5 separate regions of the Sus scrofa genome follow, and regions 2, 3, 4 and 5 are each linked to region 1. The links are chromatin contacts, called in public HiChIP or PLAC-seq and promoter capture Hi-C maps. All regions are on one chromosome and are shown on one strand. Each heading gives the region's core, a stretch centred on a gene start, on an enhancer-like site or on the middle of the called end of the contact. The rest is flanking DNA. Distances are from core to core; before and after follow the strand shown. Region 1 holds the start of C2H19orf60. Region 2 holds the start of DDX49 (probable ATP-dependent RNA helicase DDX49). Region 3 holds the start of JUND (transcription factor jun-D). Region 4 holds the start of CERS1 (ceramide synthase 1). Region 5 holds the start of GDF1 (embryonic growth/differentiation factor 1).

Region 1 (5,333 bases), core at 2,059-4,558:
TGGCAGTCTGAGAGACTAAGGTTGGCAGATTGTGAGCTCAGACTGCTTGGACCTGCAGTGCTCGCCACTCAACCTCTCTCTTTTCTCCCCATTCTTCCCAGCAGACGCAGAGATGCAGATCTTTGTGAAGACCCTGACGGGCAAGACCATCACCCTTGAGGTCGAGCCCAGTGATACCATTGAGAATGTCAAAGCTAAAATCCAGGATAAGGAGGGTGAGTTGGGCTAGGCCTGGGTACTCTGTCCAGTAGGGAGCTCCTCAGCCCTGGGGATCTGCTGTCCTGTGTGGACGGATGTCAGCCTTGCTAGTGCTTCCCCCATGTCATCTTGAGGCAGCTTGTCGTCTTTATCAGTTTCTCTTTTAACATATTAGGGGTAATCCTGGAGCAGCTCTGTGGAGGGAGGGGAGTGCTGCCAGTAATATGCTTACCAGATCCTCTGTAACTGAAGTGTGCTCTCTCTAGGCATCCCACCTGACCAGCAGCGTCTGATTTTTGCTGGCAAACAGCTGGAGGATGGCCGCACTCTCTCAGACTACAATATCCAGAAAGGTATTGGGGCGAAGTGGCTAATAGGACTTCAGTGAGACCTGCGACCCAAGAAGAGGCACTGACAGCCTCTTTGGCACCAGAACAGGGCCGCAGGGGGAGGGGTGGTTATTAAGGGTGAGGACCTGATAGAGCTAGAGAGTGTTGTTTTGTAAGATAACTGTTTTCATCACTGGAAAGCATCTTACGATCTCCACCTGTGTTTTCAAATGGCAGTGGTTTCACATGTTTTTATTCACCTTTTTTAAAAATTTAAGTTGTGCGTGTTTTAATGTGACAGCTACTGTAAAAAAATCAGCATCACTTTTTGCAGTGAAAGATTAGCTATATTGCTTAGCAAAGTAGAAGGCATCACTTATAATTGCCTTGCCTGTGGGGAAACTCAGATGGACACCACTTTTGGTATATACTAGTCTCAGACCCCCCCTGAGAACTGGTGGGAAATAACAGGATGCAGGTGGTGGGGTGGAATGGGGTGGTGTGTCCATCTACACATAGAACACCCCGGAGATTCTGATGTGTCCCCATCACACTTGAGAAGCTCTGGTCTACAGGGTGGTGGAGGCTGCCCTGCACTTGTGGAACTGAGGTGCTGGGCCTAGGCTTAGTTGCTGTCTCTCCACCCTTCATTTCATGTAGAGTCCACCCTGCACTTGGTGCTTCGTCTGCGAGGTGGCATCATCGAGCCCTCCCTCCGCCAGCTCGCTCAGAAATACAACTGCGACAAGATGATCTGCCGCAAGTATGCACTCTCAGATGTGGGGGCTGGGCTGGCCTTGGTTTGGAGGGAGTCAGGGTGTGCCCTTATCACTTCTTCTTGTCTTTGTTCAGGTGTTATGCTCGCCTGCATCCCCGCGCGGTGAACTGCCGCAAGAAGAAGTGTGGCCACACCAACAACCTGCGCCCCAAGAAGAAGGTCAAATAAGACCTTTCCACCAGCTTCTCCTTTGTCTGCAGGGCAGCCTCCTGCCCAAGCCCCATGGCCCTGGGGCCTCAATAAAGTTTCCCTTTCGTTGACTGGAGCAGTAACTGGTGTCCCTGTGGCTGGTCTGTCCAATGGGGAGGTGGTTGAGTGTAGGTGTCTCCCCTAGGGACTTGCTATTACCCAATTTGTCATAGTGCATGGGGGTCCTTTATCCTGGGTTCCAGCTGTATTATCTGTAAAATGGGCCATGGTCCCTGCCCTTCCCATCTGAAGTTGTCATAACCACAGCACAGGAAAGTTTGAGCCACACATAGCCTGCCCATCTGGGTTATGTTATCTATAACCTGAGAATAGACTAAGCCTAGTGTCTGATGGGGTCTGGTCAGGCACATTGACAACTCTCATTCTTGGGCCCTAAAGGTGTTCAAGTGTGGGCAGGTAGAAAGGAACACCCTCATCTCACATAAAACACCTGTTCTCAGTTTGGACTGACCATTAGCTTCTGGGCCCCACCCAAGACCAATGATGTTTGGGAAGGGCAGGCCCCAGCAAATCGGGTGAGGGTTGTAGTTCCCTGGTAAGACAATGCCTTTTTTTTGTCTTGCAAAAATTGGAGCTTGTAGATGACAACCCAAACCTAGACAGTGTTTCCTAAAAACAGCTGAGGAGTTCCCGTCGTGGCGCAGTGGTTAGCGAATCCGACTAGGAACCATGAGGTTGCGGGTTTGGGTCCCTGCCCTTGCCATGAGCTGTGGTGTAGGTTGCAGACGCGGCTTGGATCCAGCGTTGCTGTGGCTCTGGCGTAGGCCAGTGACTACAGCTCCGATTAGACCCCTAGCCTGGGAACCTCCATATGCCGCGGGAGCAGCCCAAAGAAATAGCAAAAAGACCAAAAATAAATAAATAAATAAAATAAATAAAAACAGCTGAGACCTGGAGTGTCATCTAAAGGCTGTCACTTAATACCCCAGGTGGTTGATTTTCATCTTGTTCAATTACCCCCTTCTCTTTAGGCCAGGCTACCACCATTTTTCTCCTCTACCCCATGAGCTCTATCTCCAGCTCCCAGGCCTCTGTGGTTAATATGAACCCCTGCTGGCCTCAGCCCTGCCCCAGACTCCCACATCAGGGCCTTTGCACAGGTTCTCCTAGCTCATTTCTGAGTAGTTCCCGGGGAATCTGCTGTGGACTGGGTTCCAGTGACTCCAGTGTCAACTTGCGTTCAGATTGTACTCTTTTTTTTTTTTTTTTTTTTTTGTCTTTTCTAGGGCCATACCCGAGGCATATGGAGGTTCCCAGGCTAGGAGTCTAATCAGAGCTGTAGCCACTGGCCTACGCCGCAGGCACAGCCACGCAGGATCCAACCTGTGTCTGCGACCTACACCACAGCTTGAGGCAACGCCGGATTCCTAATCCGCTGAGCAAGGCCAGGGATCGAACCCACAATCTCATGGTTCCTAGTCAGATGCGTTAGCCACTGAGGCATGACGGGAACTCCAGATTCTACTCTTGTCACAAGCTTATGGCATTAGATGACGGATATCACCTCAGGTTCCATTCCTTATTTGAGTGGAGATGGGATGTGAGGAGATGGAAGTCGAGCGTTGACATCGTATGGAAACAAACCGAGGAATACCCTTGCTCTATAGTGAACCTGTACATTTCAAGATCAAAAATGTTAAGAAGGCAGGCGCTGGACGGAAACAAGGGAGTGGGGGGTGCTTGGAGAGTGTCAGGACAGAGAAGCTGGCTGTCTTCGCTTCCCAGTCTTCCCCAGGATCGCTCAAGTTTTTCCTGCCGCAGGCTGGGTCTAGAAGCCTCCGGGCCTCCAGGGGGCGCCTGGCGCAGCGATGCAACCTGCTCCCGGGCGGGGCCAGGGCTGCGCAGTCATGATCACCGCCGAGGCCGCGGCAGAGTCGGCTGTCTCCGCGGTTCCTGAGGCTGCGGATAACACGGGAGGCCCGGAAAGAGAGGAGCTGGTGTGGCCTTGGGTGAGCTCGAGCCCGAGCGGGAACAGGCATGGGGTGGGCGGTGCAGGCCCGAGGGCGCCGTTTTCATGCCCCAGCCCTGCCCCCCGCCCCATAGAAAGATGCCCCGATCCGGGTGCTGGTACAGCGCATCCACCAGTTGCAGGCTGAGCGCGCGCAGGCCTTCCGTCGGCTGGAGGAGTAAGTGTGGGCGTAGGGGAAAGGAGAAGTCGCAAGGTTCAGCACCCAGCCCGCTCGCGGGACGGGTGCGCCGTGGGAAGAATCTGGGAACCTGAGCGAACGCAGTGTCAGAGGTGGGGCGGGATTTACAGGGAGACCAGATCTTTCCCCCTCCCCATGCGCAGGGGTGGGCCCGTTTTGGGTTACCCTGCGGTACTCACAACGTCCTCCATACTCTGGGGTCCAGGGCAGGGACACTTCTTGGGGGGCTTTCAGGTGGTCGATTCGGGTGCAGGGACTGAGAGCTGGGACCGTAGCCTCAGGACCCCCACCTGCCACAGAGGCCACCGCCAGTACCTGAGCAGCGGCCCGCCTTACGACTTCCCGCGCTACCGGAGCACGGTACACGAGGTGACCCAGGCTTTCACCGCCGCCTCTCGGGAAGTGCTGGCGGTGGAGGCGGAGCTGACCGGACCCCGACAGCAGCCGCTGCTCGCGAGCCACGTGCGCAGGCTGCAGCAGCTGGAGGAGACGCGCCTGGCCACGGTGAGGCCCCGCCCGGCAGCAGTGTGTCCTACTCTAGGGCTTGTCTCTCGGGCCTTGGCCCATTGGGCGCCACTTGGGGGAGGGGCCAGATTCCGTCCTCTCAAGTCCCGCCCCTGGCGCCCCAGAATCCACTTCTTCTTGCCCCCACTTTAGTCGTCCATTAAGGTTTCACTGGAAATTTTCAGGTTTAGTCCCCTCTTGTCTGCCTCCACTTACATCCAGGTTTTTTTAGCCCCAGGACACGCCTACTCTATCCCAGACTCCGCCCCTACCGCGCTCCTTCTTCTCTGGCTTTTGCCAATACCCCAGATGTGGTACTCAACCCCCTGAAGATTGGGGGCCTTGAGTTTCCTGGCCGTGTCCCAGTCCCATTCCGAGTAACCTTAGACTCCCACCCTAGGTTCTGGGCCGGCTCCTCCCTCTAGGTTTCCATGGCCCCGCCTACTCTGCTGATGTATTACCATTCCCAGTCCAAATTCACCTCAAGCCACGCCTGCATCATAGTTTACATTGGGATTCCCATCCTGCACCGCGCAGGGACAACACGGGTTCCTCAACTCGCTGTGACACAAGGGAACTCCTCAGTCGAGGTTTTTGGCCTACATCCACCCTGGGATTATAAAGCCCCGGCTGGTCCCTGAGACCCCACGTACTTCACCCTGGACCACCAATCACTGGCCGAGATTTCACCACTATTTCCTTTCCCTGCCTACATGAGGCTGCGCCTGTGCTGTGCTCTGCACTGATTCTAGGGCCCGCCCATTCGGCCTCTGGCCTCAGGAGCCCCCTAAACCTAACCCCAGATTCCTCCTGGGCTTAGTAGCACCCCTTGAGACTTCAGCTTCCTATGGCCCCACCGTGGTGCTGGCTTTCCTGGTGCTTCAGCATCTTTTCCTAACACATGGGAGGGCAGGGGGATGGTCTGCCAGCTGTGACATCCTCCTTGCTGCCCACCCCCCAACTAGGTGGCCCTGCTACAGCTGATGGGGACACCAGAGCTGACTGAGCAGGAGGATACCATGCAGATGGACCAGCTGAAGATGAAGTGAGCGCTGTCCCCATGTTTGGTTTGCACACGCATCCTTGGGCACCCATCCCCAGCCAGGTGTGCCCCAGGGCTGGCAAGGTCAGGCTGTGCCAATCCTCTGAACCTGCACACAACCCTTA
Region 2 (5,333 bases), core at 984-3,483, 310 kb after region 1:
ATTTGTCACAGCGGCAATGGAAAGCGAACATGATTGTACACACGTTATTTCAGCAAATCCTAACCTTCCTGAAATCTGTTTGGAGTTCTACCCCCATTACATAGATAATGCTCAGGGACATGAGGTTCCCTGCAAATGGCCAGAAGGGAAAACAAGCTTTCTCTACTTCAGAATCCAATTTCCTCCGAAGGCTCTGCGTGCCTCTCTGAAGACATCTGCCACTCCCCTGCTTGGTGCTTCGATGGCCTCCCACAATGGCCTCCAAACATGTTTGGAATAAAACCCAAACCCCTGCTGCTGCCGCCCCCTAAGGCTCTGTCCACCTCATTCTTTGTCTCTCCCGCTGTACTTGCCCCACTTCTGCTATACCAGCCTCCTAGGCCTTGATCACCTGGAACTCACTCCTGCCTCGGCCACCTCTGCAGCAACTTATGGGGTTAGATCCTTCCCCAAGGTTCAGTCTCAGGTTCAAATGACAGAGAGATCTGGCCTGATCTGACCACTCTCATGCAAAGCAGTTCCCACCCCCATCTCTAATTTTTTTTCAATTTTATTTTATAGCTGCGCCACGGCATATGGAAGTTCCTGGGCCAGGGACTGAATCTGAGCCATGGCAGTGACCCAAGCCCCTGCAGCTGGATTCTTAACCCACTGTGCCACAGTGGGAACTCCCCCCACCCCCATTTCTGACTCAGTACTCTCATCTCCTCTCACCCCCATAGGGCTCAAGTTGTAATTAAGCTTTCTCTCTTCAGAACACTAAACCCTGGAGTTCCCATCGTGGCTCAGTGGTTAACGATTCCAACTAGGAACCATGAGGTTGCGGGTTCGATCTCTGGCTTTGTTCAGTGGGTTAGGGATCCAGCGTTGCTGTGAGCTTCGGTGTAGGTCGAAGACGAGGCTTAGATCCCGAGTTGCTGTGGCTGTGGTGTAAGCTGGCGGCTACAGCTCTGATTAGACCCCTAGCTTGGGAACCTCCATATGTCGCAGGTGCAGCCCTTAAAAAAAAAAAAAAAAATTCTCCAATGGCTCACTCTCAAAGTAACTGTAATATCCGTGACCCTTCCCCAAAAGTACTGCCTAAGGTCCTTTCTGCTCCCTCTCCTGTCACCCGCTCACTGCCTGGGCCCTGGACTCTATTTTTCAGCCCTCAAACAGCCAAGCCCCCTCACCACTCCCCATCACACCATCTCCTGACATCTTGTTTATTAACTTGTTAATTCTCTGTCTCCCTTGGGAGCTGAGGTTTCCAAGAGAGCTGGGAGTTTTGTCTATTTTGTACTGCTTTGAGCCCAGCACGAGCACTCTGCCTGGCTTATACAGATACTCCATGAGGAGTGAACGAATGGGCATGTTTGGAGAGAAATAATCTGGTTAATGGGACAGGGTGACATTGCGAAAAGCCTCGGAGTTCTCACCTGGACAATGAGGATAAACAACGTCCCTACTTCACAGGTATTGAGGGTATGGCGGCACAGTGTGGGCGCTGAACCAACAAGAATTACTGTTACTATTATCATTACTATAGCGTAATAACCTCGCCATTGTTATTACCATAGCGGTAAGAAACCCCTCTTTTACTCAAACGCCTCCCAGGCTAAGAGCGCTCAAAGTGAGAAGTATCATAAACTGCTGCTGCTTTGGGTTTTGTCATGGGACAGGGATAATTCCTTATCGCGCTCTAAAGAGGTGTGAGAGGAAAAACGGGACGAGGAAAGAAAGGGTTTTAAAATCAGAGCACGACCCGTGGCCAACAGGAAGCGTATTCCGCCCCCGCCTCCGCCCCTAGCATCCCCTAGCCCACCTTCACCCGCTGAGCCTCGTTGATGCACTGTTGGTAGCTGCCAATGTAGAAGGCATTCTTTACGTCGAACAACTCATCTACTTCCCCGGAGCCGCCGGAGGCCGGGCCGGGTGCCGGTGGCGCCATGTCGCTGTGTTCTTACCCCTTCCTCTTCCTGAGGACACGTCGGCCGGAAGCACAGAGCCACCGCAGAGCCTCCGGGAAATGTAGTTTACTCGGCTCCCTGGAAATGAGCTTAAAGAGGAGTTAAAGGGGCGGGAGACGCACGTGCGTTCACAGGGCATCTCGGGAATTGTAGTTGTATTCGAGTCTGCGGGCTCGGGGAAAACATGGTAAGGATATAATGAGCCTAGGAATGGCAGTAAACTGCAGAGGGTGGAGCCGCGCAAAAGGTAGATCCAATAAACGCGAAGGCTTCCCTGACGTCATCGACAAGCGCCGGAAGCACGGCTCACAGGGGTGCCGGGCTGACTGAGAGGATGGCTGGCTTTGCTGAGCTCGGGCTGTCATCGTGGCTGGTGGAACAATGTCGGCAGCTGGGTTTGAAGCAGCCCACGCCCGTGCAGCTCGGCTGCATCCCCGCCATCCTGGAGGGTGAGTGTACCTAGGCCTCTTCTACAGGAGGTTTCCCCGCTCCTGTCGCCTTACTTTGCCTTCTCGCCCCTTTTGCCCACACCGGTACCGTGGGTCGAGGGGCAGCTTTGGGGCCTCACGGGCGAGCCTGGTTTCTCGGAGTCGACTACTCAGTGTTGGCGTTTAGGCTGTACGATTGACTCGCCGTGTTTCCGCACACAAGTGGTGTAATTTCTGAAGCTCTCATAGATAGCCTCAGAGCGCTGGGATGATTTGATGAGTGACTGGTAGATAACACTGGGAAAATTCGGTAGTTTGTATTACTATCTCCATTTCATAGATGGAAACTGAGGTTGTCGGTATTACCGGTACCGACAACTGGTAAACCTAGGTAAATTTAGGACTCTAGTCTGTAGACTGCTTTTCTCCTCACTCCTCTGGCTTTTTAGGAAGCCTCAGATGGACAAATTGAGAGATTAAATAAAGCTGAAGGCATCATTTGGGAGCATAGGATGCAGATTTTGGAGAACATTCTGGGTTTCCCAAGCTTCTATCCCTGGGAAGGAGTCAAAATGAGGTAGTGATTAGTAGCAGACATCTCAGGTCAGATGCATGTGGGTTCTAGTCCAGCTTGTACTCACTGGCAGTGTGTCCTGGGCAAAGCTTTGAGATCTGTTCTCCCTTCTGTTAAGTGGGAATGGTAATGGCCTCTTCCTCCTAAAATTTGTCAGTTGCTAAAACAGTAAGTTATCAGAATCCTGAAACAGAAAGAGCACACGCCAGTATTGAGCATACAGTAACTGCTTATTAGACCTTAGCTGTTATACACTGGGCCCAGTGGAACATCTGTTATACCTCTGATGCTGCTTTGCCCTCTGTCCAGGTCGGGACTGCCTCGGCTGTGCCAAGACAGGCAGCGGCAAGACAGCAGCGTTTGTCCTGCCCATCTTGCAGAAGCTGTCTGAAGATCCCTATGGTATCTTCTGCCTCGTCCTGACACCCACAAGGTGAGCTTCTGGCCCCCAATAGGCCTCTTGGGGGAGCTAACCAGCTGTGTTCTCTTGGGCAAGCGCACTTTGCATTTGTGCAAAATGGGGACAGAGATTAAGCCCATGTCTTAGGGGTACTGAAGAATTAAACAAGATGATATGTGGAAAGTGCTGAGCATGAGGCTTGATTTAGGGCAAGCAGGAAGATCAGGAAGTAGGGACATGGGCAGAAAAGAGGCCTGGGCGGAGCTGGAGCTGGGGGCAGAGAGGAGGGGACCTGGACACTGACCAGCCCTTGAGGAGGGGGTACTGACACTTGGGTCTCAGGCTTTGAAGACTGTGGTGTCATTGCTGAGGACATGGGAAGAGACAGGGCCAGTTTGAGTGGGACTGGCAGGTGACGAGCCATGAGCTGTTCTGGGACCTGGTTAGAGGGCAGGGGCACAATGAGCCTCCAACACTCAGTATCAGAACCTTTGTGCTAAGGGGACTGGGGGCTGTGGAAGGTGTGTGAACAGGAGAGGGCCAGTCAGGAGGTGGAATAGGAATGAGAGGCAGGCACAAAACCCCTATCTGACCCATCCTGGCCCCTTCACACCCACAGGGAGCTGGCCTACCAGATTGCAGAGCAGTTCCGGGTCCTGGGGAAGCCTCTGGGCTTGAAAGACTGCATCATCGTTGGTGGCATGGGTATGAGAGGCCCAGGGAGGCTCTGGGCATGGAAACCCTGAGGCTTCAGACTATCCTCCCAGCCCCACCTCTTGCCCTCCACCCACAGACATGGTGGCACAGGCCCTGGAGCTGTCCAGAAAACCACACGTGGTCATTGCCACACCAGGGCGCCTTGCTGACCACCTCCGCAGCTCCAACACCTTCAGCATAAAGAAGATCCGCTTCCTGGTGAGTTGGCCTGGGGTACTGATTCATCATTCATTTGTGAAATGCGTGTCTGCAAGCCATCCAGTACCACGTTAGGGATGGTGACAAGGACAGCTCAGGGGAGTGGAAACAAATCCGATTAGGAACCATGAGGTTGTGGGTTCAATCCCTGGCCTCGCTCAGTGGGTTAACGATCCGGCATTGCCATGAGCTGTGGTGTAGGTCGCAGATGTGGTGCGGATCTTGCATTGCTGTGGCTAAGGCGTAGGCCGGCAGCTGTAATTCTGATTAGACGCTTAGCCTGGGAATCTCTGTATGCAGCAGGAGTGGCCCTTAAAAAAAAGGCAAAAAAAAAAAAAAGACAGTTCAGAGACCAACAAGAGGGGGCCTGTACTAGCGAAGATAATCGGGAGCATGGCTTCTCTGAGGGGGTGACATTGGAACTGAGATGGCCTCTAAGACACAGAGGGAGAGTGCTCCAGGACCCACGTCCAAGACCAGGAAAGGAGAGAGTTCCTACTGTGGCTCATCAGTAATGAGCCTAATATCCATAGGGACATGGGTTTGATCCCTGACCTTTCTCAGTGTGTTAAGGATCTGGTGTAGCTGTGAGCTTCAGTGTAGGTAATAGATGTGGCTCAGATCCTAGGTTGCTGTGGCTGTGGCCTAGGCTGGCAGCTGCTGCTCCGATTTGACCCCTACCTGGGAACTTCCATATGCCTCGGGTGTGGCCCTAGGGATGGGTTGGGATGGTGTGATAGATAAAAACAAGAAGGAGGCACGTGGGGGGGGGGGCGCCTGGATGTGTGGGCAGGCCTTGGACAGCGCCCTGACCCCAGATGCCCACCCCGCCCCTGTGCTCCAGGTGATGGATGAGGCCGACCGGCTGTTGGAGCAGGGCTGCACTGACTTCACCGTGGACCTGGAGGCCATCCTGGCAGCCGTGCCGGCCCGCAGGCAAACGCTGCTCTTCAGTGCAACACTGACTGACACGCTGAGGGAGCTGCAGAGCCTTGCCACCAACCAGCCCTTCTTCTGGGAGGCTCAGGCCCCGTGAGTCCACAGCCACATTCCTGGAGGAACAAGGC
Region 3 (5,333 bases), core at 1,730-4,229, 290 kb before region 1:
AAACCCTAAAGCAGCTCTTGGAGCTTTGAAAAGTGGCAGCCAGAACTTGCAGCTGGTGAGGGCTCAATCTTCCAATGGCTGAGGGACTGTGGTCACAAGGTGTTCCTTCTCTGCACCAAAGTTTCCTCATCTGTAAAACAGGTGAGATTTGCCCACCTTCTCTAACAGAGCTAAGCTAGTTCAAAGCTCGCTTGCCCTGTGTCCTTAGCCACCAATGCTCATGTCCCTCCAGGCCCTAAGTGAGGCAGAAGCCCAAGGTCCAGGGTCTTTTGCCCCCACAACAGCAAAGGCCAGAGCAGGAGGGGAAAATGGTAGTCTGGCAGTCAAGGCTCTGGAGGTGAGAAACCCAAGATCCAAATGTCCCTGTGCAGTCTACTAAAAAGGCTGTAAGACTCAAGCCAAGTCACTCTGAACCTGTTTCTTCAAAATGGGTGAATAAGATTTTGGGAGAGGGATGTTTCAGAGAGTACTTGAAAAAGCCTGGATTCCATGTCAGTGCCCTAACAAGAAGGTCCCTTGAAACCTAACTACATCTCCAGTTCTGGAGGCAGACCACCTAGGTCAGATCCTACCTATGCCAACCTTTCTTCCAGTCCTGAGACTCAGGTCTCCCATGCAACAAACCATACTACAAGCTCACACTGAGCACCACCTGTAAGCCAAGAACAGCTCTGTAATCCTCACAAATTTCAATCCTCACAAATTTCTAGGACATGTTTACAACTGTTCTGTCCATTTTACAGACAGGTAAACACAAGCCGAGAAAGTTTCTATCTTTTCCTTTCTGCCTCCGGCTGGACCTGCTCCCCTTCCCTCCCGAATTCCCTCCTCCGAAAAGGGGAGGCAAAGGTCTGGGACAACCGCGGGCTAGCTAGCCCAAACGTTGGCAGGAAACCCCAAAGTCCCCCGCCCACCCGGATAGGAGTCGGCCCCGCGCCCAGAGGCGCCTAGATGGCGCTCTCTGCGCGCCAGATGTGCAGTACCTTCCCGGACGCCGACTCCCTCCTTCTCCGAGCAGGGGCGGAAGGAGGCGGCAAAGGAGGCAAGAGGGGAAGGGGAGCCGGTCAGGCCCCGCCCAGCCCGTCAGGCCCCTGCGGGGGAAGAAGGAGGCGGAGAGCCGAGCTGGCGTAACGAGACTTTACTGAAAACAGAACACCGGGCGAACCAAGGATTACAAACAGGAATGTGGACTGGTAGCAAAACAAAACAAAAAAATAAAAAGGGCGAGAGGAGGGGTTGTCGGAGGGATAGGAGGGGGGAGCGAGAGCAAGAAAAGGGTTTTTTTTTTTTCTTCTTCCCATTTCTTTAAAAAACCAACACAAGAAAACACACACACACACAACCAACGTTTGTTCCCGAGTAGAAACATAAATAGGGCAGAATCGAACACTCTGTTCTTCTCTCTTCCAAAGTCCAAAAAAAAAAAAAAAAAAGTAAAAGAAAAGGAAACGCAGGGCTTGAGGCTGCGCCCCCTTCGGCGGCGATGTGTACAAAGAGGCAGCCAGGACGCGCGGGTTTGTGCAACACCGGGTGGCCGCGCGCCGAGGACAGAGGCAGCGCGAGGGCAGGGGAAAAGGAGGGGGGGTCATGCGCTCGCCCCCCCAGGAGCAGGGGGTCCAGCTTGTCGAGTCTGAGGCGCCCTCTCCGAGTCCTGGCACCCTCGGGGGGGGGGGTCCCCGGGGCCGCGCCCTCTCCAAGTCCCGGGAGCCCACGCCCCCCCCCCGCAAACCCGCCTCTCTGGAAGGGGGCCGCGCATGCGCCCCGCGCGCGGGCTCAGTACGCCGGCACCTGGTGCTGGGGCAGCAGCTGGCAGCCGCTGTTGACGTGGCTGAGGACCTTCTGCTTGAGTTGCGCCACCTGCTCGCGCAGCAGGCTCGCCGTGGACGCCAGCTCCGTGTTCTGGCTCTTGAGCGTCTTCACTTTCTCCTCGAGGCGCGAGATACGCTCCAGCTTGCGCTTGCGGCACTTGGAGGCAGCGATGCGGTTGCGCAGCCGCTTGCGCTCCGCCTTAATGCGCTCCTGAGTGTCCATGTCGATGGGCGACAGCGGCGGGCTCTCGCCGAAGCTCGGCACGTCGGGCACCGTCTGCGGCTCATCCTTGAGTGCGGCCAGGCGTGGCGGCCCCAGCGCGCCTGGGGCGGCGGCGGCGGCGGAAAGGGCACGGGTTCAGCGGCGAAGGCGACCGTCGCAGCTCCCCCCGAACCCCCAGTCCCTCCCGCGTAGCTGCTCAGGTTCGCGTAGACGGGCGCCTCGGGCGTGGCCGCCGCTGGGGCCAGCTCGCTGGGAGGTGCGGCGCCTGCAGCCGTGCCTGAGGGTCCTCCGGCGGCGGCGGCAGCGGAGGCCGCGCCCGCGCCCAGCTGGTTTTGCTTGTGCAAGTCCTCCAGGGCCTTGACGAAGCCCTCGGCGAACTCCTGCTCCTCGCTTGCCGCCACCTTGGGGTAGAGAAACTGCGTGCTCGTCGGCGTGGTGGTGACCAGCCCGTTGGACTGGATGATGAGACGTTCGAGCTCGGGCGAAGCGAGCTTGAGCAGCCCCAGGTCGGGCGAAGGGAGCAGGCTGTCGGGGGGCGCCGCACCCTGGGCGCCGTCGGTGCGCAGAGGGGCCGGGGGCGGTGCGGCCGCGGGCTTGAGCGCCGCTGCCACCTGCTCGCTCAAGCTCAGCGTCAACGCGTCCTTCTTCATCATGCTGCCGGCGGCTGCCGTCGGGGGCGCCCCGGGGAACAGGCGACCCGGGGACGCGAAGCTGCCACCGCCGCCACTGCCACTGCCGCCGCCCAGGCCGCTCAGCGCCTCATCGCCGTAGAAGGGTGTTTCCATCCTCCGCCTCCCCCGCCGCGCCGACCCGGGGGGGGGAGTGGCCGCGGCCGCCCGGGGGGCCCTCGCCCCCCCGTCCGCTCGGCCCTGCGCCCGCCCAGGCCGCGGCCGCTGCGCCCAGCCCTCTGCTGGCGGCGGCTCCCGAGTCGCGCAACGCGCGCGCCCCCTTATAGCCTCGGCCGGGTACGATGAGCTCACTGTCCCTGCTCGCCATTGGACGCGGGTGACGTCGCTCATTTGCATGGAGGGGCGGGGCCAAGCCACTGACGGCCTCTTCAACCCCCACCGACTGCAGTCGTCCAGGTGACGCGCGGTAAACGGCACAACAGCGCGCTGCCTTGTGGGTTGACGTCATGGGGGCGGGCCGCGCGTCGGCCCGGTCACTCCGCCCCAGGAGCCAGAGTAAGACCCAGGCCCCCAGCACCGCCTCCCGCCAAGGCACGTCCCGGGTGGCGTGATGGGCCCGGCCACCAGGCGCCCGCCCGCCCGAAGCCCCGCCCCGCGTCCGCGCGTGGGGCCCCGGGCGGGCGGAGGCGGTACTGGCTCCGGGGACAGAAGGGGGATGGGGCCCCGGATGGATAAATAACTCCCTGGCGCCTCCAGCTCCACTACGCCGGCTGGGCTTCCCTTAGCGCGCCTGTAGCTACGCTCCGTGGGGTTGAAGACCTGAGGGAGCTGAAGCGTGGCTCGCCAGGGTGTGGGTCTAGTCTGTCCACCTCACCTCCACCCCCCAGCCCAGTCCCAAGTGGTGTGTTTGCTTCAGAAAGGCCGGGAAGCGGAGAGGAGGCCAGAAGTTGCTGGAACCTTTTTGATCTCAATACTTTTCACTGGGTGGGACTGAATCGTGGAGTCTGACTTCCTGACTTTACAGATGGGAAATTGAGGCTCGGCGAGGTGGAGTGACCTGTCTCCGGGACCAGGCCTGAGCTCTTATACATCTGGCAGAACCCTGGCGTCCATGACCCTGGACAGCCCCCTACCTGGGTCCCACTCCTCACCCCCCAACCCTTGGCCCTTGGCTCCCGGACTGAGCTATTAAGGCAGGAATCCCAGTCCGTATTTATTACCATGATTGTCAGGTCAGGCTTAATTGGCCTCGAAAAGGCTGGCTGGGAACGGAATGTGAGGGAGGTGGGAGAGACTCTTCCCACCTTGGGACTTCTGGGTCTGACCTACAGTCCCTGCATACAACCCCTCCATGGTTCCTACCACACTGAGGATGGAGCCTAGTCCATCGGGAGGGGGCCCCACACCTTTCTTGTGGTGTTCTCTAACCTTTCACCCTCACCTTCTTTGAGCTTTGTCTTCCCAATTCATTGCTACCTCGGGGCCTTGACAGGTGCTGTGCCCTCAGCCTGATGCTGCCTTCCCCCAGTGCCAACACTTGTCCTTAGGCCCCTCACACTCACCTTGTTTCCATTATATCCTGGCAACCATCCACAATGATGGGATGGACCATAAGTCCCTGGAGGGCAGGGACCTTGTCTAGCTCAAGCTAGCTGGGTACCCAGCTTTCTGCATGGGGCCAAAGACAGCGTTAAGAAAAAAACACTCTCTGGTGGGGTTGCTGTGGCAGTCTCTGGCCTCAGTCTGATTGCCTTTGGACATGAGCACTTGCTCTTCTAGGTCCCTTCCTCACCTAGCCTTGCCCCTAACTGCGCTGTCGAGCAAGAAGGCCATGAGGGAAGTTGTCACAGGAGCCAGAAGCCAAGCCTGGCTGGCAGAGGGTCAGAGTATGGGTGTGTGTGTACAAACACACAAATGTCTGTTTGTGCCTTTGTGTGTTGGTGTATGGGTCACTATACCCAAATGTGTTCATACATGGGAGTGGATGTCTGTGTGCCTGTGTGGATCTGTGTTAACATGTGTATGTATATATGTACGTACACATGTATGTATGCATGTATATACATATACATACACATCTGTATGTATGTGTCAGTGTGTCCAGGCATGTGGGTCTCTTTCTCCTCCTGTCCCAGCCTGGGCAAAGGGACACCTGATGGGAGGGTATACAGCCTCCAGCCTGTAGCCAGCCCGGTACTGGGTTCCTCCCTCTGGGCCTGTGCAGTGGGCCAAATTGAAGGAGATGGGACCATGATTCTCCCAAGGCAAAAGGGTGAGTGGGCGGCCTATGAAGGCCCTACTCTGACCTGGGGCTTTGACCTTGACAGGTAGGCAGGTGGTCAGGAATGCTTTGGGCTGGGCCAACCTGATTTGAGAGGCTGACCAGCAGACAAGCTTTGGTAAATGGAGGCACAGGAAAGCCAAGGCATGTTACCTCTGAGTGTGTTTATTGCTTATGAAAATGGAACAAACAATCCCATCTACTTCATGGAGTATTGTGACTTTTATTGGAAGGATCTGAACAAAAAGTAAAGGCTCAGTAAATATTTTCTGTAATTGTTTTGCTTTATTATCATTTGGCCAAACTTTTTGGGGGGCCACACCTCGGGCATTTGGAAGTTCTCAGGCTAGGGGTCAAATCAGAGCTGCAGCTGCCAGCTTACGTCATAGCCA
Region 4 (5,333 bases), core at 1,141-3,640, 290 kb after region 1:
CCTATGGGGGAGATTCTTGAGGGGAAGGGGCTGCCTTCAGAGGAGGAATCTGGGGAGACTAGAGAGGAACAGGGGGCTGGGAAGATGGGGTGGGTAGTGGAGGAGGACATGGGAAGGCAGAGGGACAAAGGAAGAGAGAATGCAGCGGCGGAAGAAAGACGCGATGGGTCAGGGAAGGGACGTCACAGATAGGGGAACCTGGGGGTCAGGAAGGACACAAGGGAAGTAGGAGCATGCAACTGTGAGGCAAGGAGGAATGTGAGGGGCCCAGCGCCCGTGGGGTTCTGGGGGCGGGGCTCCAGAGCTGCTGGCCAAGCCCTGCCCCCTACCCCTAGGAGAAGCTGAGGGGGCGGAGCGCCAAGAGTCGCCATGGAGACGGCCAGATCCAGCTCCGGTAACCCCTGGCAACTAGGCGGCTGCCAAGAAGATGAGCTTTGGAGGACAAGGCAGCCAGCCCCTCCGCCTGTTTCTTGGGAAGGGCGAGCCTCGAATTGGAGTGACTGCCTGATCTATGGGGATTCCAAAAGTGAGGGGCACAAGGCCTTGCTGTCCCCCACCTGGCTCCCTCGGGGACATGGGGAGGAAGAACGCTACACCCTGGCAGTCGCAGCGCGACCACATCTCCCTCTAGGGCTCTGGCCCTCCTCCTCCTGGACCTCCCACTTCCCAGCTGGAAACTGGAAAGGTGGGGGAGCAACATAGCCAGATTGGGACCAGGGCTGACCTATGGAGGGGCCTTTGTCATGCCTGCCTCCCCCTCCCTGGAGCAGGGTGGTGGCTGGGGTCTCTGCCCCCCAGGCGGGTGACACGAGAGTGGGAGTGGGGACAATGGAAGCCGGACAACACCCCATCCCTGACTTAACAAGGGCCAGCCTCTTCCCAGCCAGCAGAGAAAAAAAGGCCCCTTTGTTGGCTCTGGGCGTTCTGTCCCTGCATCCCCTGCCACCTCCAGTCAGACAGGCGAAGTAACCCCAGCTGGTCCTCAGGGCAGTCACAACCAAGCTAGGGGCCCAAACGCCTTCCCACGAGCTTCCACAGCAGCGACCCCTCCCCAAGAATGGGAGGGAGGCCAGTCACCAATGTCACCCCCTCAATTACTCTCCTAGGAGGTGGAGAGGGAGGTGGCCTTCCCAGGCTTGCTGAAAACTGACTAATTCGGTCGCGAGCCCTTGGAAGCCACACAGTTCAGCTTCGAAGACCCAAGCCGTGCCATCTCCCCAAAGGCTGTGAACACGGCGTGGCCGGGGAGCCCAGGCCCTTGCATCCCTTGGTCAGAGGGTGGCGCTGATTCCAGACAGGCGCGCGGCAGCGACCCAGCAGCTCCTGCCTTTTCCCAGCACAGCGGACAAGCCAGTCCCGCTGCCACACCGATCCCGGACACCGCTCTGGTTCCGAGCGCGCCCTGCAAGGCCCAGAGGCACAAGGCGCAGGCGGCCCCTGTGCGCCGAGCTTTTCCAACCCGCGTCCTCCGTTCCTCCGTCCCCAGCTCCTCCCGGCCCTAGTGTGCGCGGCAGCTCAGGCCCTCCCACCGCCTGGGGCTCCCGCACCAGCCGGAATGGGTGGTGCCCGAATTCCCCTACATCTTTTAACAGGCTACTCGTGTCCGGGTCCCCACGTTCTAGGCTTCCCCCAACCCGGCCACACCCCCGCATCCACCCCCACCCCCACCGCCATCCCGCACTGACCGAAAGGGGCACGAGGCGGCCCAGGATTCGGCGCCCCGAGCTCCTTCGGCCCGAGGCCCCCCACGTTCCAGTCACTCTGGCTCACGGAGATAGGGGGCGCGCGGCGGCCCGGGGTCTCCGTCCCGGGACCCTCAAACATCCCAGCTCCGCAACCCGGGGCACCCAAGTCCTGACCCCCAGCAGCACTGACCCGAAAGAGGCGCGAAGTGGCCGCCGAGCGCAGCGCGGTCCAGCCGAGCGCGCCCAGCGCCAGCAGCAGCAGCTCGGGCGGCGCCAGGTGCGCGTGCTCGGCCAGGCCGCGGCGCGCCAGCCCCCAGCCGCAGTCCGCGCAGCCCCGCGCTGCCGCCAGCGCGCTGCCCCAGCCGCGCTGCACGAGCTGCGCGTAGCTCGGCATGGGCTCGGGCCCGGCCGGCCCCGCCGCAGTCCCCGCCGCCGACATGCAGCCCGTTAGCCGGCCGTCTCGGCCGTCTGCGCCCGCCCGCGGTGGCCGCCGGAGCTGTGCGCCCCGCGTCACGCGCCGCAGTTGGGCCGGGGGCGCGCCGGCCAGAGCGCGGGGGACGGAGAGGCGGGGCCGGCTCTAGCTCCGCCCCACGGGGACTCGGGGTGGGGGCGCGGCGTCCGTGATTTGGGGGCGCGCCGAAGCTGAGTTCCCTGGAGGCAGTGGCGGCGACCTCCGGCTCACAAGTCCCGGCGTTGTCGCGTCGCGTCCTGGAGGCGGGCCCACGCTCGGGCTCATTTTCCAGCGAAGGAAACCCAGGAGCCGGGGAGGCGGGGGGAAGGGGGTGTCTGCCCAGCGCCCGCCTGACTGAACCCGCTAGCAGGGCCAGAGCGGCCCCATGTCTCCACCCCGTACCCGCCTGGATGCCCTTGCCCACCCTGGCCTCCCCCACCCCACCAGGCTGTCCACGACTTGGGGCACGATGGTCACCAACAGGCCGTGCTCTGGACCGACAGAGCAGGCCCTCCAGCACACCTCTCTTGCCTCCCACACTCAGACCTCATTGTTCACTGACATGAGGGCCCACCTGCTGCCTCCGTGACCCTGAGGACTTCGGAGGCCTCCCTGCCGCAGGTTAACATAGACCTTGAGGGAGGCTGAGGGAGTGGGTGCGCGCGCGGGGGAATTCAGAGGCTGGATCAAGACCACCATTTCATTGGGACCACTGCAGTGATCTTCCAATGTCCACTAACGGGGCCCTGTATCCGAAGCCCTACTGGCCATCAGTGAGGGTATCAGTGGCCTTTTGGGGACATCCTCTCACCTGCCACTGCTAGCCCTCATTCCCAGTCCCCAGGCCTCTGACACACCTGTGTCCCTCCCTTCCCCCTGCCTAGGAGTCCTCCCATAGCTTTTCAAGGTGCGGAGTGCAGGAATCAGTGTGGGGCGCATATGGCCACCAGCCCGACATGATCTTCAGGTGTGCAGGGGAAAGCAGGTAGAGGAGTTTCGGGGCCCTCATCCCTCCTTCCACTGCCAACCCCCTCCCCCAGTTCCTGCAGCACATCAGCATCCAGTGTGCCCCACCTTCAAATGTTCCTGAATCTAGCCACTTCTCTGCAACTGCATAGCCTTTACATGACCCTCGGCCACCCTTGTAACTCCTGCCTGGTATCATGGCCTCCTCTTTACCCTGCAGAGGCCAGAGGGAGCCTACCTGTGCCTCTTCTGCTCACAGCCTTCCACAGCTCCCATCACTCAGAGTAAAAGCCCATCTCCTGTGACTCATGACCCACCCTCATGCTCTCCTCTGCCCCCCACCTTGCTCCCTCCGTTCCAGCCACACTGGCCTCTGAGCTATAGGTGGCTTTCCAACACCCCAGGCAGTCCCACCCCAGGGCTTTTGCCCTGGCTGTTCCCCCTGCCTAGAATGGTGTTCCTCCAGGTACTGGCAGGGCTCCTCCTTCACCATTAGGCTTTACCTACCAATGTCACCTTCTTGTCCTACCTCCCTGACACCACCCTCCATCAGTCTTCTTTGGTATCTGTCACCATCCATCCTGCTGTACCTCCTGTTATTTTTGAATGTGTATTCAATGTGGGCAGAGGGGTTCATCTGTCCCCTTTGATGACTGATGCCTCAGTCAGCCTGGCAAGCAGTGGGGCACTAAGGGGTCCCAGGCTGCTGGACATGCCCCCATAGGTCTGGCCTGGCCAGTCAGGCAGCCTTGCATGGTCCCAACCACTCATCTGTGCCCTCCCACCCAGGCACTATCTGGTCACCATGGCACCCATCAGTAATAGGAGAGGGCCCCCACCCACCCACCCCAGTCCAGCCTCAAGTTTCATTTTGGCAGAGTCCAGATGGGAGGTTGCCAAAGGGTGGGTGCAGAGCAGAAAGCGGCTCCTGGTACTGATGGCTGCCGGCTGGGGCACTGGGAGCCCAGTGAGGGGCTGCTGAGGTCTCAAGGAGGGCACCCATGCCCTGCCCCACATGAGAAGGCAGGCCTCTTCTTCCCTGGGGAGCTCATCCCAGCCCTCACTCCCAACACAAACCACCACCCCTTACTGACAGCCCTGCCCCAGGAGGCCTTCTCTGCCACTTCACTCCCTGGCTAAGGCCCCACTGGGCTGGGGGCCAACTGTCCCTGCCACTAGAAGAGACCCTGCCTGCTCTATGTCCTGTCTCGGCAATCAAGGACTAGCTTTCTTGTGGCTACCTCTTAGGCAGGTGAGGCCAGGCTCTGGGAGCCCAGGTACCTTATTTCTTTCCCTACCCAGACACTGGGCCCAGAGACAGAGCCCTGTCCAGCTGGCTGAGTCCACCGTAGCCTCAGGGCCTTTGCATGGGTTGTTCCTACTGCCCAGGATGCTCATGCCCCCAGAACTTTTGCTTTGTTTTGTTTTTTGTCTTTCTAGGGCCACACCCATGGCACATGGAAGTTCCCAGGCTAGGGGATGATTTAGAGCTGTAGCCGCTGACCTACACCAGAGCCATAGCAACACAGGATCCGAGCTGTGTCTGCGACCTACACCACAGCTCACGGCAATGCCGGATCCTTAACCCAATGAACAAGGCCAGGGATCATAACCAGCATCCTCATGGATGCTAATCAGGTTCGCCAACCTAATGAGCCATGACAGGAACTCCTCATTCCCCCAGAATTTTACCTGGCAGATTCTTCTTGTTATTCGGGTGGACATAGCTCAATGATGACCGCATCCCAGAGGCCCAGAGGTCTAGAGGTCCAGCCACTGCTGGACGTCTATAGTTTAGCTTCTTCTCATGGGGCACTCACTAAGCATTTCTCCCTCAGGGCAGGGAGCTCAGTGCTTTGGCCACAGTGGTGAGCCAAAAGCACCCGTGGCCCCAACCACAGTGTGTCTGTCGTGGCTCATGACTCACCACAGGGCAGTAAGGAGCAGGGGCCTGGGAGTGGATGTCTACTCCTATGAGAACCCGGCACACTCTCTCCCCACTAGCTTGAGCTGAGGCCTGAGTGCTTCTGGCACCTTTATCACCTCTAGACCACCCAGGGATCCTTTATTTAAATCCTGGTGCCTGCTGCGATGGCTGTGACCCCTCTGTGTCTCAGTCTCCCTGGATGCTCACTGGGCTTGGGGAGCATGGCTGTGCCACCTGTAGCACGGGGTGGCTGTCTGAGGGGCAGGTGAGTCTGTGCAGCTGCTGCTCACAGACCCTGGTCACC
Region 5 (5,333 bases), core at 894-3,393, 260 kb after region 1:
CAATTTGTTTTAAGCTCTTTTGTCACCAATAAAAATCTTAATAAAATAGCTCTTGCATTCACCCCCGGGCTGGGTAACTACGGGGGGGGGGTGGCATAGGACTTGGTCTGGGGGTCTGGCTGGTTGGCGTCGCAGGACCTGGAACCACCTAGATGGGAAGGCTGAGACAGGCCAAATATGCACAGCGGAGACTGCTCAGGCAATTCCCAGAGCTCAGGCGCATGCCATGGGCCGCCGGGAGATGGGGGTTCTGGAAGGCTTGGGAGGGATGGGCCGGTGGCGTCGCTGTAGACTACCCCACTACCACCACCCTGGTGGATCATGGTGATGCTCTCGGCCGCTTCCCTCCCCACCCCCAACCACCCTGGCACGGCTCAAGAAGACAGTAGAGCGGACCACGTAGTGTTTATTGTTGCCACCGCCCACCTGCCCCCATCAGCGGCAGCCGCACTCATCCACCACCATGTCCTCGTAGTGCCGTAGTACCACGTTGTCATTGTTATCAAAGAAGAGCACAGAGATAGGCGATAGACGCGCGGGTACGCAGCAGGGCAGGCCGGCGGCGCCGGGGGCGGCCGAGTGCATGAGCGCGCGCAGCACCGCGTGGTTGAGCGCGGGCGTCCCACCCGGTTCCGACAGCGCGGCGGGCAGCGCGCACTTTCCCTGGCAGTAGTTGGCTAGGAAGCCGCGAGGCGCGATGACCCAGCGGTGCCAGCCCACCTCGCGGAAGCTCACATAGAGCCGCCGCGTGCGACACGCGCCCCCCGAGCCACCGCCCACTGCGGGCTCGGCCTCGCGCCGCGGCCGGGCCAGAGGGTGGCACAGGCGCGGGTCGAGGGTCACCAGCAGCAGCGAGGCCTCGGTCAGGCGCGCGCAAACGGTGGGGGCCCGAGGACGCAGCGCCAGTGTTAGACGGAGGCTGCGCGGCGCCGAGGCGTTGCGGGCCCAGGCGGCGCCCAGCAGCTCAGCGCGCACCGGCGTTCCCAGGGCGGTCACCGCCTGGCGGAGCAGCACCGGACCAGAGCCCGCGCGCGCCACGCTCAGCTCCCAGCTGCCCGCCATCCCCGCCGACGCCTCCTCAGCCGCGAAGCGCAGCTCCAGGCGAACCTGGCTTGGGCGTTCTGCCGGTTCCACGGTCGACAGGTCGAAGACGACGGTCCACTCCGGGCACTGCCCGGCAGCCGAGGCGGGCTCCGGGCGCCGGGCAGCCGCGCCTGGGGAGGCAGGGAGAGGGTTCGGCTGGCGCTGCGTCCCTACTCAGTGCCCCGAGAGGGGCTCTGGGTTGGGGACGGGCAGGGTGGGGGCCTGGGGGCACACCATCTGTTAGAAGGCGTCAAATGGTGTGAGGCGGCGGGGGGTCGGGGAGAGAAGGAGCGGGGGGCAGGGCATCACTTCCAAGGAAGAGGCCCTGCCCGGTGCAAGGGTGGCCAGCCCGCAGTTGGGAACACAGGCAGGGTTGGGGGTGGAGGGTGGGCGAACGCCTGGGGCCCGTGGGGAAGCGATGCTGGGGCGGGGTGGCATTTGCAGGAAGGCATCTAGTGGTGTGAAGCGGCAGAAGGGGTGGGATGGAGTGGGGGCAGGGCTTCAGCTGCAAGCTGGCTTTCGGACCACTCCCCGCCCCTCCCCACAGGTGTCCACGCGGAAGAATGGATGGAGTGCAGAGATCCCGGTTGCTTGCGGGCTAGCGAGTGGGGACCCTCAGAGATTCCAGCCTCTCTACGCGCCACTGGAAGCTCCTGGCAGCCCGGAGCACCCAGCGGGATCTCCGTCTCTCAGACCCACGCCCCCAGCGCAGGCCCCACTCACCGCGGTCCGGTACGTGGCGCACGATGTTTCCAGCGACCCCCAGCTCCTCCACGTGGCACGGCCGCAGGGCGGCCGCCGGGGGTGTTCTCCTTGAGCCCGCCCTGGCTTCCTGGTGGTCCCGGCGGCGGAATAAGCGCCACATGACCGGGGGTACGGGCCGGGACGTGGGGGCGTCCCGGGGTGCGTCGGACAACCCGAGAGCCCGCAGCAGGGAGGCGGCAGGGCCCGGGGCAGCAGGGGCGCGGGCCAGGGATGGCGAGGGCAGCAGCAGGGCCAGTAGGAGCAGAAGGGCTCGGCGGCAAGGCGAGGGCATCTTCTTTGCAGGCGGCGGTCCGGCGAGTGTTCAGGAGCTGCTGGGCTCCCGGACCTGCGGTCTGGGGGCGGGGAAGGGGTCGCAGGAGAGACGCGGGGCTGGGCAGGGTCTGGGCCCCGGGGGGCGTGGCCGCGATTCTGAAGCCGAATTGGGACTAATCCAGGGGGCGAGGTCTCGAGGGTACGGGGCAGGGGTCCGGGGAGTGGCCAGGGCGGGGGAGAGGGGACAGGAGGCGGAGCTTGATAGGGCCAGGGTCCGGGGGCAACTGGGGAAACAGCATGGCTGGTCCCCGGGGGCGTGGTTGGGTATGGCTGGGTCCTGGGCGGCGGGGCCGGGTCGAGGGGTTCAGAAGCGCTTGTCCTTGACCAGGCCGTTCTTCAGCGGCTTCCTGAGAGCCAGAACCGGCCCGGTTAACCTGGGAACCCCATGCCCCCGCGCAGCGCCCCGTCCCGCCTTCCTTGCCCGCCATAGCTCTTTGCCCAGCCCACAAGGCCAAAAGACCCTGCCATCTGCCTGCTGGGCAAGTGGTCCCCGCTTTTCCCTACAATTAAACCCTCCTTTCCCCTCCCCCCGCGCCACCTGCGGCCACTAGAGGGCAAAAGCTACCTCCCTCACTCTGCCTGACTTAACCCCACCGCATGGACCTAGACCAGCACTTTCTCCTCCTCCTCTTCCTGGGAGGCAGAACTGGCCAGAGCCCCCTGCAACCCCACCGGGCAGGCTCCTCCCCCAACTCCCCCAGCCCTACCAGGAAAGGCTTCCCAGTGATTCTTCATCCACTGCCCTCAGTCTACCTCTGCCACAGCCCCTATTTTGCTTCCATGTCAGTAAAACATGTTATGAAATGTTTTAAAACGAATCGATAGTGTCCAGCTTAAGATCCCAAAGACCCATAACTTGTAAACAATGGGCATCTGTCCATAGGGGTGTCTTCTCCTGCACCTCAGTTTTCCCCAAATGTGCGTGCCATTGAGATCGCTCCCCAGTGCACTTCTTCTCTCCTTAATTCCACCTTCCCTGCCTGTGTTAGTGGCAGATCTCTGGGGTTCTGACTGGGAGGGGACTTGCACCCTGGGGTTTTGCCCAGACCCACCGGACCAGATCCAACAGGCCTGCCCCTGTTCCTTGCCTCTACCGCCAACACTTGCTTGGAGTTTAACTGACCAGCATGCTGGTGCCGAGACGGCATCTCACCGCAGCCATTGACCATGTCTGTTATCTCTGTTCCCACTTACGGGAACTTTTTTTTTTTTTTTTTTTTTTTGGTCTTTTCGTCTTTTCTAGGGCTGCACCCGTGACATATGGAGGTTCCCAGGCTAGGTGTCTAATTGGAGCTGTTGCTGCCGGCATATGCCACGGCCACGGCAACGCCAGATCCTAGCCACGTCTGCGACCTACTCCACAGCTCATGGCAACGCAGGATCCTTAACCCACTGAGCAAAGCCAGGGATCAAACCCACAACCTCAAGGTTCCTAGTCGGATTTGTTAACCACTGAGCCACGATGGGAACACCTAAAGGAATCCTTCATGTCTTTGCACATGGTCCATCAGTCTCTTTGCTGCAGTCTAATTTACATACAAACATATTAAATTTTTTGAGCCAATACTATGTTCTCACGATCTAGACATCAGAAAGCAGAGAAAACTCACTGTTCACCTGACACACTCCTGGGGGATCTACCATTGTTTCTGACTCCTGTGTATCCCAACACAGAAACTAGCACAGGCTCATTGGTGCTCCCTGTGTCCCTTTGGTTTGCAGAGCACTCTAGTTCAGAGACTCTCCCGCAGAAAAACAGAAAGACTTTCCTGCAGACTGAGATCTGTCACTTTAATCCGCTCTTCCCTTGGGCCAGAGCCACTGGATACCCCTTCCTGGGAGCACATATCTCCCCCTCAGCCCACTCTTCCGTGGGCTGCTTCTTCCTCATGTGGCCATTGCAGGAGCCCTTTATCTGTGAGTTCAGAGATAAGCCCTCTGTGAACCTCCCATCTGTCCTTTATCTTCTGGCTTTGCCTGTTGGTCCTCTTGATGGAGCAGAGGTGGGGTGCCTGGCTTCTCATATAGTTCAATGGCTGGACCACACACTCTCATTTCAGCTCTTGGTGGATTTCACAGCGTGTACTTCTGCTTCGACATCTTTGATCCTTTGGGAGTTTCCGCTGGGGGCTGATGCGAGATAAAGATGGTTACCAAGCAAGTGTTCCACTGACAGTTCTTCCTTCCCTCCCGGGATCCTTATGTCCCAGTTCGATGGGCTCAGCTCTGTTCCTGCTCAGTTTTAATCCCTATACTTTTATAGGAAGTTTAATACTTCCAAGGATTTCATGCCCCCCTTCCCTGTGCTTTTTTATCAGAGCTTTCCTGTGGTGATTCTGGTTTGTTTTTCTGCACAAGCTTCGAAGTGCCCCCTCCCACCTCAAAAGCAGTGTTAGTACTGGGCGCAGGGGAGGGTGCCATGAGGGGAGTACCCAACTCCAGTGAGATGGCCTTGCTTTGGGATCTGATTTACACTTTTCAGTCTCAGTGCACCACTGGAGGGAGAGAGAATCAGGGCATGGGTTGGAGTTCCCGCTGTAGCACATCAGGTTAAGGATGCGGCATTGTCTCCCCAGTGGCTCGGGTTGCTGCTGAGGCGTGGGTTCAATCCCTGGCCTGAACAGTGGGTTAAGGGTCCAGCGTGGCTGTAGCTGTAGCCTGGATTTGACCCCTGGTCTGGGAACTTCCATACACTGTGACTGTGGCAAGAAAAGAAAAAAAAAGTCAGGGTGAGGGTGGAAGCTGGAGGGAGATGAGGGCTGGTAGAGACTTGGGCAGATTCTGGATAGCTCCTTGAGGATAAGGATAGAAAGCAGGACCCTTAGGGTTTTGCAAGGTTTTCACCTGAGTTGTCATTAGCTGCACTGGACAGATGTTCAGGAGAGGTAGTTTGGGGGTGGGGGTTGATTTTGGATATTTTATTTTTATGGCCATACTTGCAACATATGGAAGTTCCCAGGCTAGAGGTTGAAGCAGAGCTGCAGCTGCCAGCCCAGACCGCAGCCATAGCAACACAGGATCCAAGCTGCATCTGTGACCTATGCTACAGCTTGTGGCAACGCCAGATCCTTAACCCACACTGAGCAAGGCCAGGGATCAAACCCACATCCTCATGGATACCAGTTGGGTTCTTGACCTGCTGAGCCACAATGGAAACTCAATTTTGGATACTT

The links. Promoter capture Hi-C pulls out the DNA fragments that hold promoters and counts their contacts. HiChIP or PLAC-seq counts read pairs in DNA pulled down with a chosen protein or histone mark.
Region 2: a contact with region 1 is called in a promoter capture Hi-C map of fetal skeletal muscle, with 9 times the contacts expected there. The contact joins the promoter of DDX49 here to the promoter of C2H19orf60 in region 1. A contact is called at or near these places in 3 of 5 promoter capture datasets (fetal liver, fetal skeletal muscle and liver), 9 of 47 Hi-C or Micro-C datasets (alveolar macrophages, embryonic fibroblasts, heart right ventricle and 3 more) and 2 of 2 datasets of contacts at active chromatin or transcription factors (alveolar macrophages and skeletal muscle).
Region 3: an H3K27ac HiChIP or PLAC-seq map of alveolar macrophages shows a contact between it and region 1. The contact joins the promoter of JUND here to the promoter of C2H19orf60 in region 1. A contact is called at or near these places in 1 of 5 promoter capture datasets (fetal liver) and 1 of 2 datasets of contacts at active chromatin or transcription factors (alveolar macrophages).
Region 4: a contact with region 1 is called in an H3K27ac HiChIP or PLAC-seq map of alveolar macrophages. The contact joins the promoter of CERS1 here to the promoter of C2H19orf60 in region 1. A contact is called at or near these places in 1 of 47 Hi-C or Micro-C datasets (heart right ventricle) and 1 of 2 datasets of contacts at active chromatin or transcription factors (alveolar macrophages).
Region 5: an H3K27ac HiChIP or PLAC-seq map of alveolar macrophages shows a contact between it and region 1. The contact joins the promoter of GDF1 here to the promoter of C2H19orf60 in region 1. A contact is called at or near these places in 1 of 5 promoter capture datasets (liver) and 1 of 2 datasets of contacts at active chromatin or transcription factors (alveolar macrophages).

What each region holds. Positions count from the first base shown.
Region 1 is chr2:59,235,046-59,240,378 of Sscrofa11.1, reverse strand. It overlaps C2H19orf60, which reads left to right and starts at 3,308. Exons shown (of 5, transcript XM_005652933.3): 1 at 3,308-3,464; 2 at 3,559-3,641; 3 at 3,916-4,166; 4 at 5,132-5,211. The coding sequence starts at 3,563. LOC106508380 (a long non-coding RNA gene) reads right to left here and starts at 4,168. Exons shown (of 2, transcript XR_001305188.2): 1 at 3,842-4,168; 2 at 3,118-3,732. UBA52 (ubiquitin A-52 residue ribosomal protein fusion product 1) reads left to right here. Exons shown (of 5, transcript NM_214211.1): 2 at 102-215; 3 at 465-551; 4 at 1,188-1,290; 5 at 1,380-1,575. The coding sequence starts at 113. The coding sequence ends at 1,473.
Region 2 is chr2:58,927,610-58,932,942 of Sscrofa11.1, reverse strand. DDX49 (probable ATP-dependent RNA helicase DDX49) reads left to right here and starts at 2,233. Exons shown (of 13, transcript XM_003123539.4): 1 at 2,233-2,398; 2 at 3,261-3,384; 3 at 3,971-4,056; 4 at 4,145-4,266; 5 at 5,111-5,298. The coding sequence starts at 2,284. COPE (coatomer subunit epsilon) reads right to left here and starts at 2,014. Exons shown (of 10, transcript XM_003123536.4): 1 at 1,805-2,014. The coding sequence starts at 1,930.
Region 3 is chr2:59,528,637-59,533,969 of Sscrofa11.1, reverse strand. It overlaps JUND (transcription factor jun-D), which reads right to left and starts at 2,979. Exons shown (of 2, transcript XM_021083521.1): 1 at 2,139-2,979; 2 at 1,124-2,136. The coding sequence starts at 2,816. The coding sequence ends at 1,774.
Region 4 is chr2:58,948,580-58,953,912 of Sscrofa11.1, reverse strand. CERS1 (ceramide synthase 1) reads right to left here and starts at 2,390. Exons shown (of 7, transcript XM_021083472.1): 1 at 1,876-2,390. The coding sequence starts at 2,124.
Region 5 is chr2:58,969,728-58,975,060 of Sscrofa11.1, reverse strand. GDF1 (embryonic growth/differentiation factor 1) reads right to left here and starts at 2,143. Exons shown (of 2, transcript XM_013991296.2): 1 at 1,807-2,143; 2 at 1-1,214. The coding sequence starts at 2,119. The coding sequence ends at 436. CERS1 (ceramide synthase 1) reads right to left here. Exons shown (of 7, transcript XM_021083472.1): 7 at 2,369-2,507. The coding sequence ends at 2,465. UPF1 (regulator of nonsense transcripts 1) reads left to right here. Exons shown (of 24, transcript XM_021083471.1): 24 at 1-48.